Linked DNA regions of Mus musculus: regions 1 and 2 are each linked to region 3. A link is a contact called in public Hi-C and HiChIP or PLAC-seq data. All regions are on one chromosome and are shown on one strand. The core of a region is the stretch at or near the end of the contact, and the rest is flanking DNA. Distances in the headings are between cores, read along the strand shown. Region 1 holds the start of 1110002J07Rik (RIKEN cDNA 1110002J07 gene). Region 2 has its middle 17 kb from the start of Gm46229. Region 3 holds the start of Zfp365 (zinc finger protein 365).

Region 1 (4,826 bases), core at 1,463-3,962, 990 kb after region 3:
GCTTTGCCTCTAGGATGGAATCCAGGGGGTTCGTTTTCCAGAACAATCACCATCTCGTCTGATGTGACCCCTCAATCTAGCTCCTGTCACTCCCTATGTTATCCTGTGCACCCCAGCTGTTCCAGAGGACCCTCTGTGCTCCAAACACGCCCTGCACTGTCCCATCTCAGTATCCGGAGGAGTCATACGTCTTCCGGGATGCATCTTGCTACGAGTCTGCCCGCTCCATTTCTGCCATCACCAAAGCCTGCCCATCTTTTAAGTTTGAGCTCAACAGTTACTGCCCCCACCCCCCACCCCCTCCCAGAAACATTCCCAGATAGTTAATCCACACAGCCCTCTGAATTCAGCACACTTGCTAACGTGTGCTTATCACTTCACTAAGCAACATAGCCACCGTTTCCCCTTCGCTGCCAGCTTCCTGGAAGTCTTTCTTGTCCTTACAGCTTCAGCACTACTGGGTCACCCTCCACAGGGACTCTAGGTCACTGACCCCACTGTGGCATCCTGCCCTGTTTCCTATATCAGGAAAGATGCTTAAGACCCAGGCTTATTGAACGCCTGTAGACCTTTGCCTGATGATAAGGGATTCGAAAGGCAGCTTTGGGGAGCTGGAGAGATGGCTCCGTGGTTAAGAAGAACTCTTGCCAAAGACCAAAGTTCATTTCCTAGCACCCATGTCTGGAGGCTCACAACTGCCTGGCACTCTTCTGGTCTCTGCTGGCACCTTCGTGTATGTACTCTAACCTGTGTGTGCTCATGAGACACACACACACACAAATCCTTTAAAGACGGACTTGTTACAGTCTGTCAGATTTCTGGAGGCTTATACTCAAGCAGGAGAGGGACTCATACAACTGGGGCAAAAGCCAGATCTTTCAGATCATCTCACTGAGGGTCAATGGGAACGTTTACCCGGAGAAATCACTCACTGCATGGCGAGATAATCTCGGGTGTGTGGAAGAGATGGCAGGATCTTTTTTCAAAACAGATTTTCCTCTTCTTTGACCTTTTCTCGGGATGATTGTACTGTTGTTAACTTTATTACTGGAGCTTAATGTCCAAGAAAGCAGGAAACACTTCTGGAAACAGCTGTGAATGTGGCCATTCATTGATTTTTTTTTTGTCCCCATCATTAGGGCCTTCGGAGAGGGATTTCAGTTTTCAGGGCTAGGGCGCCTGTGTTCTCCTTAGAAGTACTAATGACAGGCACTTAAATTAGACCACACAGAGTTAAGGGAAATGATTCAATCCTCCATTTTCATCAGACCAGCGACTGGAGCCATCTACCTTGACCTCTCCAAGGGGTTCCAGAACAACTGTGTAATTCCCAGAAAGATAAGAGGAGGCAGGTCACTCGGTGGTTCTGAAGTCTCCCCTGTAATCCCAGGGCACACCTCAAGGCAGGAGGATGCCAAAGTACGCGGGGCAAGTTGGGTGTGAGCGGAGACGGGGGCCTTAATGGAGGGCCTGGCACTGTGACAGTGTGCAGGCCCAGTCTGGCCTGTGCGGCAGCTGCACAAGTTTTCCGGGACCGCAGCCAGCTGGTGGCTCATGGCAATGGTTTCTGGGTCCTGGCTCTGTCCCAAAACAGGCTGGAGCTCCTTAGTGTGATCCGGCCATGGCTTTGTTCTGACTCCAAGATGAAGTTTGGCTCCTGAACCAGAAAGGGGAAGGCAGGTCCATGCCCCCTTAACCCACGCTCTCCTTCCAACCAATCTGATACAGGGGACCGAGGGCGGGAGCAGAGTTAAAAGTCTAATGCTATGCAGGGTGGTTCCGCCCCCTTTGGGTCTCCTCAGCGCACCTCGACGCTAACCTTTGAACACTGAGCGCCAGCTGAGACTGAGGTCACTAAGTGCTTCAGTCTAAGGCAGAAGTCTAGAAGGTCCAGGAACACTTGGAGGTGACCCCAAACTGAGTTGCAACAATGCACGCCTTGGTTTTGCAAGACATATGATCTCCCAAATCAGGGTCTCTGAAACAGGCTACCCGGAAATCCACAGAGCTCTCAAAACAAGGTGACTCCTAATCTCCATCTCACGTTCGGTGACCATTTCCAACGGTGATGTTCCTTGACACGAAGGCTTCACTTTAAGGCATCTTTAGGACGTTTTGGTATCTGTATTGATTAGATTAGGCCATCTAAGGCAAGGCAGAAGGAGCTTGTAGACAAAGCTCCTAGACGAGACTCCAGCCTCCCGCGGCAGCTTGCTGTCCCAGCCCCTCCCATCTGGGGCTCTGAAATCGGCTTGTAAAATATAGGCTTTATTTGTAGGCTTCTCCCTCTAGTTTCAGGCTAATTCTCCTAGATTGAGAGTAACACAATAAAAGCAAGAAATTTTGTTTTGCTTGTTTGTTTGGAGTGCTTTCCTCCCCCCCCCCCCAACTCTTTTTTTGGAAACTGCAACCTCGGATCCCCACAGAGGCTGGGGGGGGGGGGGGGAGGAGTTAAGAACATCAATCAGTTTCGCAGCTGGAGGCTGAGGCTTTCCTCAGGGAAGACTTTTTACATAAAACAGATTGTACTTTGTCCTTGCCAGGGCAGACAAAGGTTTAAATTAAATATGCAGCAAGCTCCAGTTGGCTGCCTGCCACCACCCCGAGGTAGGGGGAAGGGAGACCGTGTCCCCCGCTCGCCTGACTCACTCAGTGTTTTTTTTTTTTTTTTTTTTTTCCCCTTCCCATTTCTGTTACTTCAGTGGAAGGCGCCTGCAGTCTTGGGTTGGGTTTTTCTGTAAATGCACTCTGTGAGAGATACGCAGCCTTCTGGGACCTTGGCTTCCTCTTCCATGCAAAGAGGGAGGTGACCTTTGAAGGTCTCTTCCGTATTTAACCTTTTCCGTTTTCTCTGATCTCGGTGGCAGGGATTTTCAGCAAATGCCCTAACCCTCTCTGTAGGGGGCTCACGTTCACCATTTCCAGGGTGAGTTCATCTCTGTGTAACTCGTCCTTACCTGGAGTGACTGGGTGTGTGATCTATTCTCACCATTCCTGGGGTGATCTCATCGATGTGTGATGCATCTTCACCATTCCTGGAGTAACCTCATCCATGTGAGATACATCCTTATCATTTCTGGGGTAACCTCATCTATATGTGATCTACCCTCCATTCCTGGGGTGACCTCATCTGTGTGGCACACAATGTGATTATAAAAAGACAAAGAGGTATAAGAACATGTTCTATGGGGGTGTGGTGAGGGGGGGGTGCCTCAGTGGGCCCATGCCAATGCATCCTTTCTCCCTGAAGGACCAGCCACATTCTATACTATTATATTGTATAGAATAGAATTTATTCAGGGCATGGGGAGAGGAGTTAAGTGGATAGTAGAGGCAGAGAAAGGCAGAGAGAGAGAGAGAGAGAGAGCAGAGAAGTAGAGGCCGGCCATGACCACAGGGAGAGAGGGAGAAGGGAAGGGGGAAGGGAAGAGCCCAAGAGGGCACGAGAGAAGCAAGCCGGGAAGGAGTAAGAGAGGGAGGAGGGGGCAAGCAGCCCCTTTTGTAGTGGGCCAGGCCTACCTGGCTGTTGCCAGGTAATTGTAAGATGGAATTTAGACAGAGTGCTAACCGTACACATCTTCACCATTCTGGGGATGATTTATGGATGGAAAAAAAGAGAAAGAAATGGGAGGAGCTCAGGATGTTCTTAGGTATGGTGGAGGAGAAGGTTTGTGACAGACATAAGAGAGAATACAGAATATGGACAAAAAGAGGCATCTGGGAGAGTGCAGAGTGAACATTGCCAGACTGAGCTGGACTATGTGGAGAGAGAGAGGCAGGGAAAGCAAGAAAGGAGACACTAACAAAGAGGGGTAGCCTGGGCTAAGAGATAATGTAACCGAAATGGCTGAATTGTATAGGAGCCAGAGAGGCTGGGGGAAGGGAAAACCCAGTCCAGCCTCGTGGCTGGAGAAGTTTAGGGTATGGGGTGGAGTATGCCAGCCAGGAGGACCCTGGAATGGGTAGAGACTCAGGGATGGTGGGAAAACTTGGTGGCCAGGGTCAGCTTTGATATGGTAATAGTAACCTCTGTTAGCTGTTTGTCTTGGGTTTGAGACCTAACAGTTTGATTTATATGTGATCCATCCTCACCATTCCAGGCATGACTTCCTCACCTCATCTATGTGTGATCCATCCTTGACATTCCTGGGGTGACTGGGTGTGTGAAGGTCTAACTCCACCTCCACCCCACCCCCACTCCAGACCTCTTGGACCAGCCAGCCATATTATCAGGGGACGTAATTAATGACATTTGACCTTGCATCCCAGTTGGAAAGCATTCATGCCTTACCTTCATCCTTCATCAAACAGCTCAAGCCAGTTGCTACTAGAGTTGAGGGTCCCTAGGGTGGAGTAGACATCGTTCTCTTTTTATGCTTTTAAATATTGGTAAGTGCCCTGAACTAGTCTTAGGTCAACTTGACACAAGCTAGAGTCATCTGAAAGGAGGGAATTTCTATTGAGGAAATGCCTCCATGAGATCCAGCTATAGGGGATTTCCTTAGTTAGTGATCAGTGGGGGAGGGCCCAGCCCACTGTGTTCTAACCCTGGGCTGATGGTCCTGAGTTCTATAAGAAAGCAAGGTGAGCAAGCCATGATGAGCAAGCCAGCAAGCAGCACCCCTCCATGGCCTCTGCATCAGCTCCTGCCTCTGGGTTCCTGCCCTGTTTGAGTTCCTGTCCTGACTTTCTTCGATGATGAACAGTGATGTGGAAGGTAAGACAAATAAATCCTTTCTTCCTAACTTGTTTTTTGGTCTTGGTGTTTCATTGCAAAAATAGAAACCCTAACTATAGGGCTGGAGAGATGGCTCAGCAGTTAAGAA
Region 2 (4,338 bases), core at 1,307-3,806, 590 kb after region 3:
TCTCTTTTCTTCTTAGATTCCCCGATCACACCATCGTGAGGTAGCCTGGCTGTTTGGTTGATCCCATAAGGGCAACTTTTTTTGGCTCCCAGGAGGAAGAGGTGGAGGCCCAGACCCCCTGGGCAAGGGCTGAGCCTCGCCTGCCCAGACACTGCTTCGATGTTTAGCCTGGCCCCCTGCCAGGGTTTCGGGTACAGTCTGAACACCTGTGTTCTCTGGTGAGACATGGTAGAAATGCAGAGATAGGTAGATTGATCTCCTCCCACATATTTAGGTGCTTAGCGCAAACTGAAGTATGTGAGCGACTTGCCCTGGTCAGACCTCCAAAGGTTGCCTCAACGTCGTTCAGCTGCGTTTAGGTAAAGGCCTTGTCTCATCGTTTCCCCCCAACCTCTGCCTTAGTTGGACCCATGAGATGTCACAATGCATGCCAGCGATTGTCTTCTGTGAGAAGGAGGTGCAGCTCCCTCACCGTCCGTCCATATGGCCTCTTCCCTTAGCATGAGTTCATCCGCTGGCACTGGCTGAGGCTCAGCTCTGTCTCCCCTCTGCTAAGGCCAACTCCAGGGCTCTTCATTCGCTAGGCTTTTGCCAGCAGTCAGCAACAACAAAGACAAAGCTGAGGAAGAAAGACATTTGGAGAATACGGCGTTGCTATCCATAGTCCATAGCATGGAAGACTGAGTCAGGGCCAATCACCTGGGTAGCCCAGGGTCCGATGAGGGGCAGGGGGAAGGCGAGAGGAAGATGCTCAGCATGAGTGGTGGAGCCCATTAGCTGCCAAGACTCATAGAGAACATCTATGAACCCAAGAGACTACCAGGAAGAAAAGAAGGCAGAGGAAAAAGGAGGGGGAGGAGGGGAAAGGGAAGAGAGAGAGTAAATGGAAAGGGTGAGGGAGGGGAAGAAGGTGGGGAGGAGGAAGGGGAGGAGGGAAAAGAGAAAGAAGGGAAAGGGAAGACAGAGAGTAAATGGAAAGGCAGAGGGAGAGCAGGAGAGTGGGGAGGAGGGTGAGAAGGAGAAAGGGGAAGAGGGTGGGGAGGAGGAAGTGGAAGAGGGTGGGGAAGAGGAAGGAGAAGAAGGTGGGGAGGAGGAAGGGGAGGAGGGAAAAGAGAAAGAAGGGAAAGGGAAGACAGAGAGTAGATGGAAAGGAGGAGGAAGAGAAGGGTGAGGAGGAGGAAGGGGAGGAAGAAGGGGAGGAGGTAGGGAGAAACAGTAGGAGCTAGAAAAGATCTTTTAAAGGATTCCTGTAAGAATGGAAAAACCCTTCTGATTTGTCGTTCCACTCGGGAGCCCAGAGTCCTTACAGTCTGTAAGCAAGGAAATCTTGAATTTTCAAGTGAGTTGGACACAAATGTAGAAAACATGTCAGCCAAGCATTGGGGGCGGGGGAATCGGTATGGGGGGCTCATAGAGAAGTAAGATATAAGAGTTAACAAGTGGAGACAGTTCTGCTTACTGATGGAGAGCCCCCTGGGACTGGCCTAACCTCTCCCAAGCTAGTGTTGGGGCCTGCCAGAGCAGTGAAACTTTCCAACAGGGCCCTGGGGGATTCTCCCAGCACCTTGCTAGGTTGGGGGCAGCTGCTGGGCATGTGGGTTGAGCCTCCCATTGTCTCAGCCTGTGTGGCAGAGGCTTTTAAGAGAGGGGAGCCAGGAGGACATGGGCTGGCTTGCCAGAATCCCACAAGAGCCACAGCTTCCCCTTAGAATCTCACCTCCTGGGAGAACTGGTTCCTACAAGGCCTAGGGGTCACAGGCCACCTGACAGGTTGACTTCAGAAGAACCATAATATCTCACCCAGGCCATGGAGGCCCTGACAGACCTACCACGGGCTTTCTGGATTCTGAGAGACCCTCCAAAAGCAGGCCTTCTCTGTCAGAGATTTCTGATTCACGTCTCCCCTCAGTCAGAAGACAGCAGCAGCAGCCAGTGACAGAAGTCTCCTGACTGACATCTATCTGCTGTGTGGGTGAAGCTGGTACCCGCCCTGACTGCTGCCTTGACTACTGTGTTTCAGAGAGCAGGCTTTCTGAACCATGGGTTATCTGAAGGAGCTGACGATGATGCAAGAGACACGGCCTTAGTAGCGAGCCCGGCCTCCTCTAGTTGTCAACCACGCTCAATGTTTTCACAGATTCATCGCTACATCCTTGCAAGCCGACCAAACTCCGCCATGCCTTGAAACCAGAGGCCAGAGATGCTGCAAAGTCTCACTCCCTTATTATCTGCCAGTGCCTGGGACCTACAAATAGACATTCGTCTGTCTGTGAGTTCTGTATAGAGTGGTGGGAAAGGAAGAATGTGCAGGCACACAGGCACATGGGGGAATCCCTTTTGTCTCCCCACTGCTTCTTCAAAGGATTCAGCATCTCTGACTCCCTTTGAGGACATCCCTGTGTGGGTGGCTCTGTGGGTCTCCCTGCAATGACAAAAAAAAAAAAAAAAAAAAAAAAAAAAAAAAAAAGCAAAGCAAAGCCCTGGATTGGTGCTTCCCTCAAAATGCAGAGTCTGGATTTTAAAAAAAGATAGGGATACAAAGCATGCTCAGGGAAGTCAGAGCGCGGAGCAGAGTGTGGGCTGAGGAATGCCGCCTCCTCAGGGGGCGACAGTCAAAAGCGCTGGCTCATCGCGGGTGTCAAAGGCCGAGTTCTGCAGGTAAATAGCAATGAGATGCTTCCCTCCCACTCAGATTCCACACTGGAAGCTCGGGTATTGCTGGAGCCGCATCCACACCGCTGGCTCCATTCACAACCCCGCTCCTTTCAAGGAAACTCGCAGGCCTCTTAAATGTGGCGGCCGGCCCCAGCCCAGAGCGGTTGCAGCAACAGACACAGGAAAGCTGTCACTTTTCTGGCTCCCAGCACTGACACTTATGTCGTCCTTTGTTTTCTGTGACATGTCAGTTATCCAACAGCCATTACTGCATCAACTGCAGGGACTACATATTTGTTATAAGCAAAACCTCGTTGAAGCCAACCCACCCCCCAGCCCTCCCTCCCCAACCCTCCCCCCAGCCCCCGCCACCTGCCCAGTCAGCTCATGACAGAAAGGCATGCCTTCCACACAACTGAAGTGTTCTCTGGTGGACAAAGAATGAAACCACCTACAATCCCGTGCATGACCAGACCTTACGAATCTGCCAACGACATTAAGACAAGGAATGGTAAATTCAACAGTTTATATTGGACGGTCTAAAATAAGATAGTTGCAGCTATGATGAGTGTTCAAAGCCTGTGGGATTTGGGGGAGCGAGAAGGCCCTGAGGAAACTTTGAAAGGCCTGACCAGCGAGTGAGTGAGCAATGACCAGGCAGACCAAAGTTCATGTAACTTCTCTTTAAAACACACCTCGGCTGATGACTCCTCCACACATACTGCGCTTGCTACGCAAGCAAGAGGACCTGAGCTTGGCGCCCCAGCATCCCCACAAAGACACTGCATGAAGGCGTGTGTCTGTAACCCAGGCACTAGCCTTAGCAGAAAGCAGAGACAGCTGGCTCCCAGGAGGTTGACTGGTGGCTGCTCTAACTGCCACACTAAACTCCAGCTTCCGTAAGAGGCTGCACTCAGAAGTTAAAGCCACCAAGATGGCTCAGGGGCTCAGTGCCTGCCCACCATGCCTGATGGCCTGCTGCTATCACTCCCCAGGCAGCAAGCATATGGTGCAAGATAAGAACTGAGCCCCCCACCCCAAAGCTGTCCTTTGTCTTCCAGATAATGCATGTGTGCATGCACCTGCCCAGATGCACCCGCTAACCCCCACACACAAATAAATAAAAATATCTAAATAAAAAAAAGGAAGGAAGGAGAGAGAGAAGAGGGGTTATAGAGATGGCTTGGTGGCTTAGAGCACCTGCTGTCCCTGCAGGGGACCAGGTGATTCCCAACACTGTTCAGCTGACAAGTGTCTCTAACTCCAGTTCCAGGGGATCCGATGCCCTCTTCTGGTCTCTGTGTGCACTGAACACACAGGGCGAGCACACAAACGAGCATGCACATATGCACACACATAAATAAACTTTTCAAAGAATGACTAAGTAACTTAGGGTCGAGGAAGGGAGGGAGGGAGGAAGACACCAGGGTCCGCTTCTGATCTCCAGGTGTCCGTGCTCGGGTCAGCACACCTGCACACGCCTGCACGCGTGTGCTTATGTCTGCACAAATGAAGGCATAGTCTAATTAAACATAGAGTGCGAATAATGCTTCCATGAAGTAAAACCTGCCTCGGCTGTGGTAAGCGCCTCACCCACCCCAGCCACTTAGGACATTTCCTTTGCAACAGTGGGTGTCGGTGTCAGCCAACAGCACCGGCATCCTGCGCTGTAGGATGGAAAAT
Region 3 (4,276 bases), core at 651-3,150:
CTATACTAAAGGCTACATCTGGGAACACACGAAAGCAAGGCAGAAGGCCGTATCCAGAATCAGAGTACACTGACCAGATTGGGTTCTATAGCTATGTTCTGACATCCAACAAGAATAAGCTTGTCGTATAAACTGAATGTAAATGTTTGTCACAGTGGGCATGGAATCACGTCCCAGAACAATCCAGGGAACAAGATGCCCTTGAGGTAAATGACGATCTGCCTTTTCTCCTGGAGTCCCTCCCATAGTCCCCCAAGACATTGTTCACAGTGGGTTCAGTATTCCAAAAAGGGGACCCAAAGGAGAGTAATACTGGGTGGTTAGGATGGAATACAGTCAGAAGGGCACAAGTCATGAGAGAGGATATAAAGTGGTTTTTGTTGTTGTTTTGTTTGTTTCAACTCTGTCATTGTTTTTTCTTTGATTGTGGATATGTTAATACAACATTTTGTGTATTGAAGTAGCCAGAACTACATATGCATCCAGGAAAACCCAACATGCCTTACTCCCTTGTGGCTCTGGTTGTAGGTGTTGGCTTTGTTTTAAAGTCACCGACCCTCAGCTCATTGTGAAGTAGCCATGGCTTTTCACTGACATCTGTCACACTGGCCTACTTAGAGGTGAGCTTTAAAAAGGTATTCTTAAGGAAGAGTTATTCTTTTTCTTTTGCACCTGAAAAGATTTCCCTCCTTTACTTTCATCTAAAATCATTCTTTATCGAATCATTCTGTCACGATGCAATTTAATATGGAAATTGTATTGATAAATGTAAAATATGGTTTAATGAAGAATGTGATAATATTTATGCCATTGTTAGAAAAAAATGGCCCTAGGAAGTCTTCGCGCTTCACCTGAAGTGGAGACATTTCGGGACCAAGCAAGGCAAACAAGTTGCCTCAGTGTTGGGAGAGGGCTGAGTTCTAGACGTTGGGTCCCTTGACTCTCCCAGGTCATACTTAGCATCCTGCCCCAAAGGTAGTCAGAATTAGCTTCCTGCTGTTCAAGATGATGGGTGCACCCTGACTCTTGGTTGTGTGCAATGCACACTCAGACCAAACTTTTTTTTTCAGCTTAATAAACAGTTGGAATAAACGTGCTCAATTTAGAGAGTGACCTAAGATAGTGACCGCAAGAAGCATAACATTTTCTGAGAGAGCAAGCCTCTGCGCAGCTGCCAACCCCCGTTTTGTAGGAGTCACTCTCTGGTACTGCTTTCCTGAATTTTACAGGCGTGCACCTGTCATCAAAGTCTTAGTATGAATATCAGTGAAAGAACGTTGACGACAGCCCAGCAGCTGATTCGAGCAGTGTAGGTCCTTTGCAAGAGCAGTATGTGCTCTGAACTGCTAAGCCATCTCTCCAGCCCCTTAAAAGCAGGTTTAACAAAATAACACACACACACACACACACACACACACACACACACACACACACACACACACACACACACACACACACACACATCCCGAAATTTCAATTAGGAAATGAGATTTCTCAGAAGCTAAATCTTTCCTCCACTGAGAGACTAGTGTTGGGGGCATCCTCTCAGTGAGGAGGCCTCAGGGTTTGGCATTTATGTTTCTTAACTTCTACACTTTTATTATCTTTAGTTTTGTTTAACTTAGTCCCAGGACACTACTACCTTCCACGGCTGGAGTAAGCTGGTCCTGTGCCCCCCCCCCCCCCCCGCCAGGTTGCCTGGATGAAGTTCTAATATAAATAAATATCAGAGCCTTCCTGCTGGCAGCTCTTTCCAGGGGCTAGCCAGCTAGGCTCCATCTTCACGCCCACTTTCGCCGCCCCTGCAACTGGGAGCACTTGCCTGGGCCTGTAGCAAGACTAGGCTGGGCAAGACTGGCACGTGTCCCCGCCTCCCTCCCCAGGGACCATCCTGCATCCCTCCCCGTGATGTCAGCGGAATCCTGAGCTGGAGTGAAGGGAAAGGCCCAGGATCTCCCGCTAGAGGGGCCCCGATGGGGTGGACCCAGGGGTGGCTGCCCGGGGCCGGAGCACCAGCCTCGCGTCCCCGGGCGCCGCCCCCGTGTCCCGCCCGCGCCACGCTCCGCCCCGGTCGCCGCTCGTCCCGCGTGGGAGCCGACCCGGCTCAGCCTGATTTACGGCTCTGCTGAAAACCGCTCGCACGGCTCCCGCAGCATCAGCACCGGCGGCTGCAGCGGCAGCAACAAGTCCGGTAAGTGGGCTCGGCTGGAGCCGTGCGCCCGCGCCCCCTGCTCCGCCGACACGCGGGGAGGTGGTCCCGGATGCGCAGCATCCTGGGGAGTCGGGACCGTTGGCTTCCCCACAGCCACTTGCACGAACTCGCGTGAGCACGAATCCACGCAGTCACCAGCGGGAGCGGGGGCTAGGAAAGCCGGGACCCCCACGCAGGTGCTGCCCAGCCTGCCCAGCTCTGCACAGGAAATCGAAACCCTTTTTGCTAACCTGTGCCCTAGGTTTCCGCTGGGCGGATGAAAGCCTTTTGCTGGGGGTGGGTGGTATATCTCGTCTCCCCCATCCAAACATCCCCCCCCCCACTGCTGCTATAGAATCCTCTCTTCTTATCCCTGCACTCCATTGCAAGCATCTTCAGCCCTAGGCTGGGCCAGGGTTTGCATCCTATTGACCAACCCAGCGCAGCACAGGAAGGTTCTCCTTTGCTGGGGTCCAGAGACTTTAGTAACCTGGAAAATGTGCCTGCCTGGCGGATCAGGCACCATTTCTATCTCAGCATCTGGAGGCAGATAAGGGTGTAACACAGACACTTCACTCTAAGATGCACCCTAAGATCCGGGCTCCTTCCCTGTGGGACCCAGTGCTCCTTGTTGCCATTCTTGGAGGAAATAAGTACCACGACCCTTGCAAAATTGGGTTGTAAGAGTCATCTGTTGCTAGGGCAAAGGGGATAAAGATGCAGAGGCAACAAGAACTTCCTGTTTATGGAGGAGTTATGCTGACGCCCACCTGGTTCCAACACTCTAGAAGTTGTCGCGCTAAAAACAGCATCAGAGGCAAGGCGCATCCACCCAGAACATTCTATTAGCTTAGGATCTTGGCCACGGCCCTGTTTATATCAAATAATACCGGACACTTCGGGTTTCCAAATTTCAAAAGATCGTTATTGTTATGTTAACGCTTTGATGTATGTCATCATACCAGTAACTAAAAATATTAACGGCATGAACAAACCAAGATGACAAGCAGACGCGTGTCACTAAACCTGATGAATCAAGTTCAATCCCCAGGACACACATGATGGAAGGAGAGAACCCATTCACACAAGTTTTCCCCAGCCTACACACACACAGACAGAGTCACTCACAGAGTAAATAAGGAATGCTATTTATTAAAAAAAAAATCTAAAAAAACATTTGGTTGAAGAATATTCAGCTCTTGATGTGTTTAAAGCCACTGTGCTTAGTTTGATCCATCCTTCACAGACTTGAAAAGAGACTGCCAATGGACTCACAATTTATGTGCGACCCGTGTCTATGTAGCATGCCAAATTCAGGAGGGCAATAAACTTGAGTTCTGTCTCTGGACCACTCTCCTTCCTCTCCGGGGCTTTATTATTTCACCTCCTCTCTCTAGCTTTTCATCTGCATATGAGCGTTAGCCACCTTTGCTAAGCTAGGCTGTTGCTGGATTAGAAATTCAGGCCCTAGCATCTGTATCCCACCCTGCAGAAATACCATACAGTAGAAGCATCAGATGATACAGAAGAGAGTAGATGTAGCTGCCTTTGACAAAGGGGTTTAGGTTTCAATTTCCACATAAAAATCAACATTAAATATTATATATGAAATAGTTGCTTTAACCCAAGAAGGCTGAGCTGATGTAGTCACTATGGAAATTAGCCTGGAGGTTTTTCAGGAGACTGAAAATAGAAATATCATATGACCCAGCTATACCACTCCTGGGCATATCCCCAAAGGACTCTATATTCTATTACGGAGATACTTTCTCATCCATATTTATTGTTGCACTGTTCACAGTAGCTAAGCATTCGAGCCAGCCTAGATGCCCGCCCATCAGCATAAGCACAGATAACGAAAACATGGTGCAAATATAAAATGGAATTTTATTCAGCGGTTAAGGAAAATACCATCTGCTTGGTATTTGCAGGAAAATGAATGGAACTGGACACCATGTTAAATGAAATAAGCGAGACTCAGAAGACAAGTATTGTGTTGTTTCCTCTCAAATAGTGATCTTAGAATTTAACTTCTATTTTGGTGTGTGTGTGTGTGTGTGTGTGTGTATGCATTTTTTTCGGGTG

The links. A called contact is a pair of places that touch in the nucleus more often than the background predicts. HiChIP or PLAC-seq counts read pairs in DNA pulled down with a chosen protein or histone mark.
Region 1: a Hi-C map of embryonic stem cells shows a contact between it and region 3, with 13 times the contacts expected there. The contact joins the promoter of 1110002J07Rik here to the promoter of Zfp365 in region 3. A contact is called at or near these places in 4 of 39 promoter capture datasets (cranial neural crest and embryonic stem cells), 10 of 484 Hi-C or Micro-C datasets (the C2C12 cell line, the G1E-ER4 cell line, the N1E-115 cell line and 4 more), 5 of 115 datasets of contacts at active chromatin or transcription factors (embryonic stem cells, pancreatic cancer cells and stem cell-derived neural progenitor cells) and 1 of 9 other capture datasets (adipose tissue).
Region 2: a contact with region 3 is called in an H3K4me3 HiChIP or PLAC-seq map of forebrain, with 4 times the contacts expected there. The contact joins the enhancer-like site here to the promoter of Zfp365 in region 3. A contact is called at or near these places in 7 of 39 promoter capture datasets (the C10 cell line, embryonic stem cells, hippocampal neurons and 2 more), 2 of 15 datasets of contacts at CTCF or cohesin (embryonic stem cells and stem cell-derived epiblast-like cells), 15 of 484 Hi-C or Micro-C datasets (bone marrow-derived macrophages, cerebral cortex, differentiating embryonic stem cells and 1 more), 7 of 115 datasets of contacts at active chromatin or transcription factors (embryonic forebrain, embryonic hindbrain, embryonic stem cells and 3 more) and 3 of 9 other capture datasets (adipose tissue, embryonic stem cells and liver).

What each region holds. Positions count from the first base shown.
Region 1 is chr10:66,918,270-66,923,095 of GRCm38.p6, reverse strand. It overlaps 1110002J07Rik (RIKEN cDNA 1110002J07 gene), which reads left to right and starts at 2,712. Exons shown (of 5, transcript NR_138561.1): 1 at 2,712-2,926; 2 at 4,707-4,717.
Region 2 is chr10:67,318,824-67,323,161 of GRCm38.p6, reverse strand. No RefSeq gene overlaps it. Among named protein-coding and RNA genes, the nearest start is that of Gm46229, 17 kb to the right of the region's middle. Within about 2 kb of position 2,556, at least 20 of the 459 cell types and tissues checked have an H3K27ac peak or open chromatin away from gene starts, as enhancers often do. A contact at or near this core is called in cerebral cortex, forebrain and hippocampal neurons, where this site is marked.
Region 3 is chr10:67,910,286-67,914,561 of GRCm38.p6, reverse strand. Zfp365 (zinc finger protein 365) reads left to right here and starts at 1,900. Exons shown (of 5, transcript NM_178679.2): 1 at 1,900-2,191.